Linked DNA regions of Neogale vison: regions 2 and 3 are each linked to region 1. A link is a contact called in public Hi-C data. All regions are on one chromosome and are shown on one strand. Each heading gives the region's core, a stretch centred on a gene start, on an enhancer-like site or on the middle of the called end of the contact. The rest is flanking DNA. Distances are from core to core; before and after follow the strand shown.

What was found. Hi-C and Micro-C count contacts between places; a contact is called where the count stands out from the background.
Region 2: a Hi-C map of muscle shows a contact between it and region 1, with 8 times the contacts expected there. The contact joins the promoter of FAM8A1 here to the promoter of NHLRC1 in region 1. A contact is called at or near these places in 2 of 3 Hi-C or Micro-C datasets (fibroblasts and muscle).
Region 3: a contact with region 1 is called in a Hi-C map of fibroblasts, with 7 times the contacts expected there. The contact joins the promoter of NUP153 here to the promoter of NHLRC1 in region 1. A contact is called at or near these places in 2 of 3 Hi-C or Micro-C datasets (fibroblasts and muscle).

The regions. Positions count from the first base shown.
Region 1 is chr1:140,343,066-140,346,251 of ASM_NN_V1, reverse strand. NHLRC1 (E3 ubiquitin-protein ligase NHLRC1) reads left to right here and starts at 1,507. Exons shown (of 1, transcript XM_044238636.1): 1 at 1,507-2,892. The coding sequence starts at 1,525. The coding sequence ends at 2,712.
Region 2 is chr1:139,924,057-139,927,242 of ASM_NN_V1, reverse strand. FAM8A1 (protein FAM8A1) reads right to left here and starts at 1,757. Exons shown (of 5, transcript XM_044259453.1): 1 at 991-1,757. The coding sequence starts at 1,708.
Region 3 is chr1:140,009,600-140,012,785 of ASM_NN_V1, reverse strand. NUP153 (nuclear pore complex protein Nup153) reads left to right here and starts at 1,561. Exons shown (of 21, transcript XM_044259434.1): 1 at 1,561-1,744. The coding sequence starts at 1,634.

The DNA.
Region 1 (3,186 bases), core at 258-2,757:
CATGTAAGGCATTGTGGGGAGGGGTGGGGAGGACCAGAAAAATGAGAAGCTGTAGCATCACAATGGATTCCTTAGAGAGCTCATGTTATCTCCTGTTTGCATACCTTCAAGCATATGGTACAGGGTCTCTGTTTTCAGCCTTGCCTGAAGCTGGAGGAACCAGCTTCTGGTGCTTACTGGAAGGAGCTGCAGTGAGTGGTTTTCAAACTTAGCCGCACATTAGAATCACCCTGGGGGAGCCTTAACGAATTCCAGCTGCCCAGGCCGTACGCTGCACCAGCGAAACCTCCAGAGAGGCCCAGGAATTCACCACGTGCCAAGTTTACCAAGTCTGAGAACCTCTGGGATAGAGACGAGGGTGGGCTCTGCAAGCCGCCGGGCTTCAAATCCCAGCCCAGTCCCTTCCTGGCCAGGTGACCCCCGGCCAGATACTTAACTCGGTGAACTCTACACTAGAAAAGGGGTGAGGGAAATAATAAGTCCTTTATAGGATTGTCCTGAGCTTTAAGTAAGCTAATCCATGTCAACCACTTAAAAGGAGGCAGGTACGGATTATGAAGTGCTGCAGCAATTATGATCGCCAGCGTTCTCACTTCACACTCCTCTGGCTGACTTTCCCAGCCATGGCTCCCCCATAGGACACTCATTCACCCAGACCGCGTCTTCCATGGTCCTTTATCATGGCTTTGTTCATTCGCGAATTCATTTTTTTAAAAATTTTTTATTTATTTGACAGAGATCACAAGGAGGCAGAGGCAGACGGGGGCTGGGGGAAGCAGGTTCCCCGCAGAGCAGAGAGCCCGATGTGGGGCTCGATCCTACGACCCTGAGATCATGACCTGAGCCGAAGGCAGAGGCTTTAACCCACTGAGCCACCCAGGCGCCCCTACACGAGTTCATTTTTACGAGTATTCATGAAGCAGCTACTTTACTGCAGGTGTGATGAAGGCAACAGGCACACCTGCCTCACCCCCTCGGTTTTCCCCCCCACGGGTCTGCGTTTCCCAGTTAGATCCTAAGGGTCATGAGCTGTGAGACCGCGCTTTGTGCCTGGCACGTCCTAGCACTCAGCACTCAGCACCCAGCACCCAGCACCCAGCGCCACGGGCTGGAAACGACGGCAGGGTACCACCACCGGAACACCGTGTTCTAGCTCCTGCTCTGCCACGTGCAGCCTGGGTAATCGGGAACAAGCCCCGCGAGCTCCTCCAACAGCTGCGCTTCCTCGCGCGTTCAGCGGAGACGACCCGCCCACACTGTCGCGATGTCGCGTGGATACAGCTCGCAGGCGTCCACGCCCGGGCCCTCCCGCGTCAGTACCGCGCGTGCCCACCAGGGGTCAGCAGGCCGCGCCGCCCCGCGGCTGCGCGCTGAAGCCGCGACGTCAGCACCGGCGCCGCGCCCCGCCCCGCCCCGCCCCGCCCCGTGACCGTGACCGAGCGCGGCGCGCGGACGCGGCGGCCCCGCGGACTGGCGGCTGCCCCGCGGACTGGCGGCGGCCGGAGGAAGGCCGGCGGCCGCGCGATGGGGGCCGAGGCGTCGGGGAGCGGGCCGGCGCTGCAGGAGCTCGTGCGCGAGGCCGAGATCAGCCTGCTCGAGTGCAAGGTGTGCTTTGAGAGGTTCGGCCACCGCCAGCAGCGGCGCCCGCGCAACCTGCCCTGCGGCCACGTGGTGTGCCTGGCCTGCGTGGCCGCCCTGGCGCACCCGCGGACGCTGGCCCTCGAGTGCCCCTTCTGCCGCCGGGCCTGCCGGGGCTGCGACACCAGCGACTGCCTGCCGGTGCTTCACCTCCTGGAGCTCCTGGGCTCGACGCTCCGCCCAGGCCCCGCCGCCCCCCGCGCCGCGCCCTGCGCCCCCGGGGCCCTCACCTGCCACCGCGCTTTCGGAGGCTGGGGGACCCTGGTCAACCCCACGGGCCTGGCGCTGTGTCCCAAGACGGGGCGGGTCGTGGTGGTGCACGACGGCAGGAGGCGGGTCAAGATCTTTGACTCCGGGGGCGGGTGTGCTCACCAGTTTGGAGAGAAGGGGGAGGCTGCCCAGGACGTTAGGTACCCGCTCGATGTTACCGTCACCAACGACTGCCATGTGGTTGTCACCGACGCCGGCGACCGTTCTATCAAAGTGTTTGATTTCTTTGGCCAGATCAAGCTCGTCATTGCAGGCCAGTTCTCCTTACCTTGGGGCGTGGAGACCACCCCGCAGAACGGCGTCGTGGTGACTGATGCGGAGGCAGGCTCGCTGCACCTGCTGGAAGTCGACTTCCCCGAAGGGGTCCTCCAGAGGACAGAGAGGTTGCAAGTTCATCTGTGCAGTCCCCGCGGGGTGGCCGTGTCTTGGCTCACCGGGGCCATTGCTGTCCTAGAGCACCCTCTGGGTCTGGGGAGCGCGGTCGGCAGCACCACGGTGAAGGTGTTCAGCCCGACTATGCAGCTGATCAGCCAGGTGGATAGCTTTGGGCTGAGCCTCTTTTTCCCCTCCAGAATAACTGCCTCGGCCGTTACCTTTGATCACCAGGGGAATGTGATTGTTGCTGATACTTCTGGTCAGGCTGTCCTATGCTTAGGAAAACCTGAGGAATTTCCAGTCCTGAAGCCCATCATCACCCACGGTCTTTCCCATCCGGTGGCACTGACCTTCACCAAGGAGAATGCTCTTCTCGTGCTGGACAGTGCAGCACATTCTATAAAAGTCTACAAGGCGGACTGGGGGTAAAGGGGTGCGGTGGGGGCTCTGGGGTCTGCAGGCACAAGCCCTGGAATGCCATTAATGAATTGTTTAACCTTGGATCGGTTAACCTCCTCTCTCCAACAGGGATCATTCTAGCTGCCTGGCAAGCTTACAAAGGTAGAGGTAATTATTAAAGAATAATAATAAAGAAATCAATCTACCGTTTATTGAGTATGTGCTTCCTGTGCTGGGAAATTTGCAAATACTCGCTTCGTGTATTCTTACAGCTGTACGCAGGGAGGTAATGTCTGTTATTAATCCCATTTTAGAGATGAGGAAAACAGAGACCCAGAGAGTTCAAATGACGTCCCCAAGGTCACATTTATTTACTGTGACAGTCACGATGGGAACTCAACTCGGACTCCCCAACCCCTTTGCTCTTAAATAACATAACAGATAGGGGGTGTGTGTGACTGTATATTGTACAGGTAGCTATTTCTTTTGGTTGGATGTGCAGAG
Region 2 (3,186 bases), core at 508-3,007, 420 kb after region 1:
AATGGTATTGAGTCTATCAGTACCACATGCTATTTATTCCACTATTTACTGAACAACTTAAAGTTTGCTTTCACCACCTTACAGTTTAAAAAACGATTTCACAGATACTAAGTTATTTAAGGCACTCAATACATTTCACTAGGGACTCAAAAGCATACCCTGGTGATCACCAAGCCTGTGACACAAAATTAAACATTTTTTAGTAAGAACCCCAAGTTAAGTATAGACAATTACAAAGTAAACACCCGCGTTCCTCATTCTACCCCCTCTTCATTTAGATTGTCTTGCTTTTCTGGGTAATAAATCCAATGATTATCAGTTGACATCGCAAGTTCTGAGTGGGATCAAATTCAGGAAAACTAGATCTTGTCTCATATATATGGCTGAACAAGGTAAACAGAACGTCTAACTAATAATCTAAAAAGTGTAACTAGTGTTCTAATTCCCATACAGAAGTAAACAGACAATATTACAAAGAACATCAGGTAGGGCTCAAAGGTTCGTAACTCCGTCTGCATTCATGGAAATCTCCTTTCATATCCGTCAGCTTCCTTAATTCCCCTACCAATGACACCGATACTACCATTTATCATCATAGACCGCATCATACATAATAAATCCACGTCTGGATTATTCCCAGCACTACCCGCACCCCCCGACCCTGCCCCTGCCCTCAGAGTGGGAGCTCGGTCTCCACAGCACAGAGATCAAGCGGCTAGTCCCCTGAGCACAGTTATCTCCTTACACGTGGAGACGACTAGTCCCAGGAATAAGGGAATCAGGTCGGAGGACCAGGTCTAAAGGAAAAAGAAACCGTACAGCCTCGCCGCACACTTCAGGAACTTCCAGCCTGGGCGGACGACAGCTGCAGAACGCAGAGAAACACCAACCAGAGCGGCAGCAGCAGTCATGGAAGTCGAAAGCGCGGCCGCTCTACCCTCCGGAGAGCTCCCCTAAGACCCTTTCGCTCCGCCCCGCCCCGCCTCTCACCTGCCTGCCGCCCGGTCTCGCTCGGGCTTCGCGAAGGGGCGCCGGATCCCACTCTGGTCACTGGGGCTGTCCGGACGGGTCCCTGCCCGTGCGGAGCCCGGGCTCCCAGGCCCGCGGCCGGAGCAGCGGCGGTGATGCCGGTAGCCGCGCTCGGGTCAGGCCCTGCGGCTGCGGCGCTCAGGAAGTAGAAGGGGTTGTAATAGCCCAGCTGGAGGGGCGGTGGCGCCGCGGCCTGGGGGACGGCGGCGCCACCGCCCGAGGGGTAGCTCGGCGGGGGCGGCTGGGGGCTGCAGTAGGCGGGGAAGGCGGCCAGGCCGCTGTGCCAGGTGAGGTAGCCGCAGTAGGACTGCCACAGCCACTCGTGCACCTGCCGGGAATACTCGCGGGCGCTCAGCCGCGCCGGCCTCTCTCGCGGCGCGGCGGCCTCGGGCACCTCGCGGCCTGCCGGCTCCTGCAGCCCCGCGCGAGGGCCCGGGGCCGCCTCCCCGCACTTCCCGGGCTCGCGCAGCGGCTGCGACTCCTCAGTGGTGCCCGCGGCGGGCGCGAGGCCCGGGACAGGGGGCCTGCCCGGGGCCTGGGGTTCGGCCTGCGGCCCGTCCCGGGGCCGTGGGGCGGCGGCGGCAGGAGAGCCTCTCAGGGAAGGGACGGGCTCGGGGTCTCCTCCGCCGTCGTCCTGCCCAGGAGGGCGGCCTCGGGCTTCCTCCGGCCCCTCTGCCATCGTCGCCTCAGCAGCACCTTCGGCGGTCCTGTCACTGCGCCGTCTCCCTCCCCCACTAGCCCCTCCCCAACGGCCGGGTCGCCACCGCAGCAGCCGCAAGCGTCAACAATCCGCCACCGGAAGCGGAAACCCCGCCTCTCCCCGGCGTCGCAGGCCGCTGGGCGGAGCCGGGGAGGGAGGGCGTGGAGGAGGGGCTACGTGCAGCTACGCGGGCGTCCGGCGGCGGGCGTCTCAGCTGACAGGCGCTATTGGCTCCTCGGTTGTTCGGACCAGGTTGTCCGCTCCCTCGCCAGCTCTCGCGGTCTTCATGAAGTCTAAGGCCCGTGGCTTCCCCACATCATCCCCTGGGAGGTGGACTCAGGCTGTCCCAGGAGGAATTGCGGAGGGAGGAGCAGGATTTCCGAGGGAGGTCTGGGGTCCCAGGTTTCGGTGACGAGCCGCGACTGCGGGTCTCCAGGCACAGGGCTTGTTGCTTACTCCGCCTGCATTCTTTCCAGTAATCAGCCTTGGCCGTGTGTGCTCAAGACGGTGACGCAAGGCAGGCGCTAAACCGACTGAGCTACCCAGGTGCCTCTAAGGCCAACATTTATTAGAGAAAGAGAAAGCAAACTGGATTATCCTAGGACTTCAACATTACCACTTCATAAGAGGAGAAAATGGTAAAGCATTTAAAATATTCAAAGAAAGAAAACAGGAACTGAGGACTTTATATTCAACAAAACTGATTTTCAAGTATAAAAACAGGCAATAAAAACAGACAAAGGCAGAAGGACAGTGATGAACATTAAATCTTTAATTACGTGTAGCTCTAAGACTAAATGAGGGTGTGTTTCAGTCAGGGTGCGTTCAAGTGACAGAAACCACAGAGTAATCGGAATGGAGAACGTTTGCTATAAAGCATTATTAATGGAATTGGAGTGAAGGGAAGTTGGAGGGTAAGAAGCCAAGAGAAGTCCTACCACGTAGGAGCAGTAGATCTGGGGAGCAGCCACCACTCCCAGCACCGAAACTGAATGCCCGAGGAAGGGCTCCTCACCCCCACCCTGGGGCTGAGGTCTGGACCTTGTTGGGGAGCGCATGACTGGGGCTCACTGCTGGACACAAGCTCACAGAAGTGGGGCCTCAGTGGGACTTCTTAGAAATCTCCCACGGTCCAGAGAGAGCGCCTTCCTGTAAGTGGTTTCTCTGGAAGGCACTTGGCCAGCAGCTTGCCACTCTGAAGCCATCCAAGAGAGGGGGTGGCCTGGGCAGCTGCTGCGTGTTGGCCCCCCCGGCAGTACCGGAAGGAACCCTGCCTTCTGTGGGAGCCCAAGGAGGTTAGCACATGAAAACCGGAAGGGGAAGCCTCTTCCTCCCCCGTGGCTCTCCAGTGCCTTCTACTAACCAAACCTAACATCTGACCAACTGGCATGGAAGGAGTATTTACAGAGTTCAGCCCCATTATTGCAGAACAAGTAAAGATTTGGAGCCCAGAGTCC
Region 3 (3,186 bases), core at 312-2,811, 330 kb after region 1:
AAATTAAGTCTGAGTGCAAAGATACTATTAAGCTTTAAAATCAATTGTCTCAAATGGAACACTAAGCCTATGTGTAGTGTTTTTTGTTTTTGTTTTCCAGCAGGCTTTCGCCCCTACTCATTTGGGAACTTGTTTCTACTCTTAAAGAAAAATTGGGTTATAGCCGTGGCTTTGACTGCCTGGCGTGAAGGCGCCACCTGAATTCTCTGAACCCCTCTCCGGTCCATTGAATGGAAAGGCAGGACCATGAGACCACCAACCCCTTTCTAACGGTCAATGCCTACAACCTCTGTACTTTGTGGGTTCAGTGTTTGATCCCAGCTTACTTACTTTCCTAAATATAATGTTTTCTATTCTATTCAGAGCAAATATATTTACACTTTAATGACTGGCAACCTACCACTTACCTCTAATGGGAGCTGACTGCGTGGGTAATAATTGTAGTTACTTAGTGCATTTTTTGTCTACCAGGACAGGTACTAAGTACTCTACCGAAATGAGCACAACAGCTCTGTCCCATGGATTTTATGGTTCCCATTTGAGAGAGGAAAAAGCCAAGTCTCAGAAAGTTTTGACTTGTGCAAGGTCAAGCTAGAGAGTGGTGGAACCAGAATCCCATCCCCTCGTCTGACAGCAAAGCCCTTACATGTTAATGGGACATTAATGAAACTGTATGCATTTTCTAATTCCGCTTTGGGCTTCAAGATCTCGGACCTTGTTTTTTAACCATTAAAAAAAAAAAAACCAAAACTGTTATATATTAGCTTCTGTTTTTGATTTCAGTATCTATCCGTTTTACCAACCGATGGCGAAGCAGAGCGAACGGAGGTTAGTTTTTACGTTGAACGCCTCTTCCAAAGTCTAAGTTTACCGCTAAGCGCAGTGAAAAGAATGGAGCTCCTGGCTTTGTGCCTCTGCGCGGGTGCGTGGATCTCCTTCCGCGTCCTCCTTTCTGAGAACTCGCGTTCTTTCGCTGAACTACTCTTCCCAGCGTGCCGCGCGCCGAGAGCGCGGGCTCGACCGGCCCTCCCTTCCTCTTGGCCTATCACTCGGTCGCAGTATGATGATGCAAGCGCGTCGGGCGCTGACGAGTGACGGCGTTCTGGCTCGCGACCGCGGCGGCGGCCTTAGCAGCGGCAATAGGCGCAATAGCGGCGGCGACTGCAGGGACGACGACGACGGCGGGGCGGGCGCTGTGCGCAGAGGGGAGGGGTAGGCGGGCGGCGCCGGCGGCTTCAACTGCGGCAGCTACGGCTAGGGCGACGGAAGAATCCCCATCAGCCGGCGGTCGAGTTAGGCCTAAGCAGCGCCTGGAGCGGCTCGCTCTGTCCTCTGCGGGGGATCTCCATAGAGACCGTGACATACACAGAGGCGGGGGTCCGCGGGAGGCTGCCGGACCGGAGCCAGCTCCTCGGCCTCTGTCGCCGCCACCGCCGTCCCTGGTGCCAGCGCGCATTTTCTCTTCACTCCTGCTCGAAACCTCGCGCCTCCTGGTGTGGCCGTGCTCCCGTGTGTGGGCAGCGAAGGCGGACTTTTGGGCCGGGGCCGGGCGGGGGGGGGGCTCTAAGGCCTCCACCTCTGCCTCTCCCGCCCCCTTACCCGCCCCGAAGCGGGAAGCCGCGGAGGCTCCGCCATGGCCTCGGGAGCCGGAGGAATAGGAGGGGGCGGTGGCGGCAAGATCCGGACGCGGCGTTGCCACCAGGGGCCAATTAAGCCTTACCAGCAGGGGCGACAACAGCACCAGGTATGGGACCCCGACGCGGTGGCGTCTCAGCGGGTCGGGAACTCAGCGGGAGGGAACAGGCGGTGAGGGGCCCTGGCGCCCCACGTGGAGCGGACGGTAGGGCCTGAGGAAAGGCCCGAGCCAGGCGGCGGGATCTCAGGCCGCTGGGGTGGCGACGGGAAGTGGGCTGAGACAGGCCCATCTTTGCGGCACACACGTGTGGTTCAGGCCGCCTCCCTCCCCCCCAGCCCCCCCGCCTCTGGGCCAGGGGCTTCCCCAGACTGGCGTAGGGCGGGAACGGAAATTCTAGGCCTACGATGCGTATTTCTTTCGTTTTTGGCGGGGACTGGGAGGTTTGAGCGTATTACTCAACCTTCTCTCGAGGGAGAAAGGAGAAGATGTGGCTGGTGGTTCGTATGCTTGCTGTTTTCTACTCTCCCGCGTTTCAGTTTGTGTGGGGAGGGGCCTGTCCTAGGCAGTCCGCTTCCGAGGCGCCCGGGGGTGGGGATGGGGCGCTGTTAAACAGAAAGTGGAATAACTTTGTTTTCATCCTGTTCATTCCGCGTCTCCCCCGCCGGTGTCTTTCGATCTGAGAGCATCTGCTTTGATTTTTTTTTTCCCCCGAAACCCCCGTAACCTGGTTGTAGTTACCTAGGCCCTGGGGCATTTTGAAAGTCCCTCTCCACCCTTACGTCTTTTCTCCGCTGCGAGACTCTATCCTCCCTTCCTCTATCCTCCCCCCACCCCCATCTTATTTTGGAGGCTAGAACTGGCTATTCAGTACAGTTGACCGGGACTCCAGTCCTGATCTCATGCACGAAATATTTTAATTTTACGGGACGTATTCTAGACGTTTAGGTACTTTTGACACCCAGGAATGTTGGAGAGGAGGTCTTTTTTTTTTTTTTTAAATATTTTTATTTATTTATTTGACAGACGGGGATCACAAGGAGGCAGAGAGGCAGGCAGAGAGAGAGAGCAAGGGAAGCAGGCTCCCCGCTGAGCAGAGAGCCCGATGCGAGGCTCGATCCCAGGACCCTGGGATCATGACCTGAGCCACCCAGGCGCCCCTGAGGGGAGGTCTTAAATAATGAACCACCTTGCCTACTTAGGGGTGTTTAAAATTATGAAAAGGAGTTTATCCTGACTGTAAATGAGACATTTTGAGAAAATCCGATTTAAAAAAATTTTTTTGTTATGGGAATTGAGTAGGAAACTGTTAAAAATTTATTTTAATAAAGTCACTTACAAAACTTCTCAGTGAGACTAAGGTGCAGGTATGTGTGTGTCTTAAACTTGTTAAAAAAACAAAAGTATAGCAAAAGGGTCTGATAACTTGTTGCATCCTGTTAAAGGTAGAATTCCTAGATTACTTTATTCTGGATGGTGATGGTTTTTGAATAACATGTTTGGTGATGGTGTTAAATTGTATCATTAAAAACAAAACTTCTAAAGTGAAAATT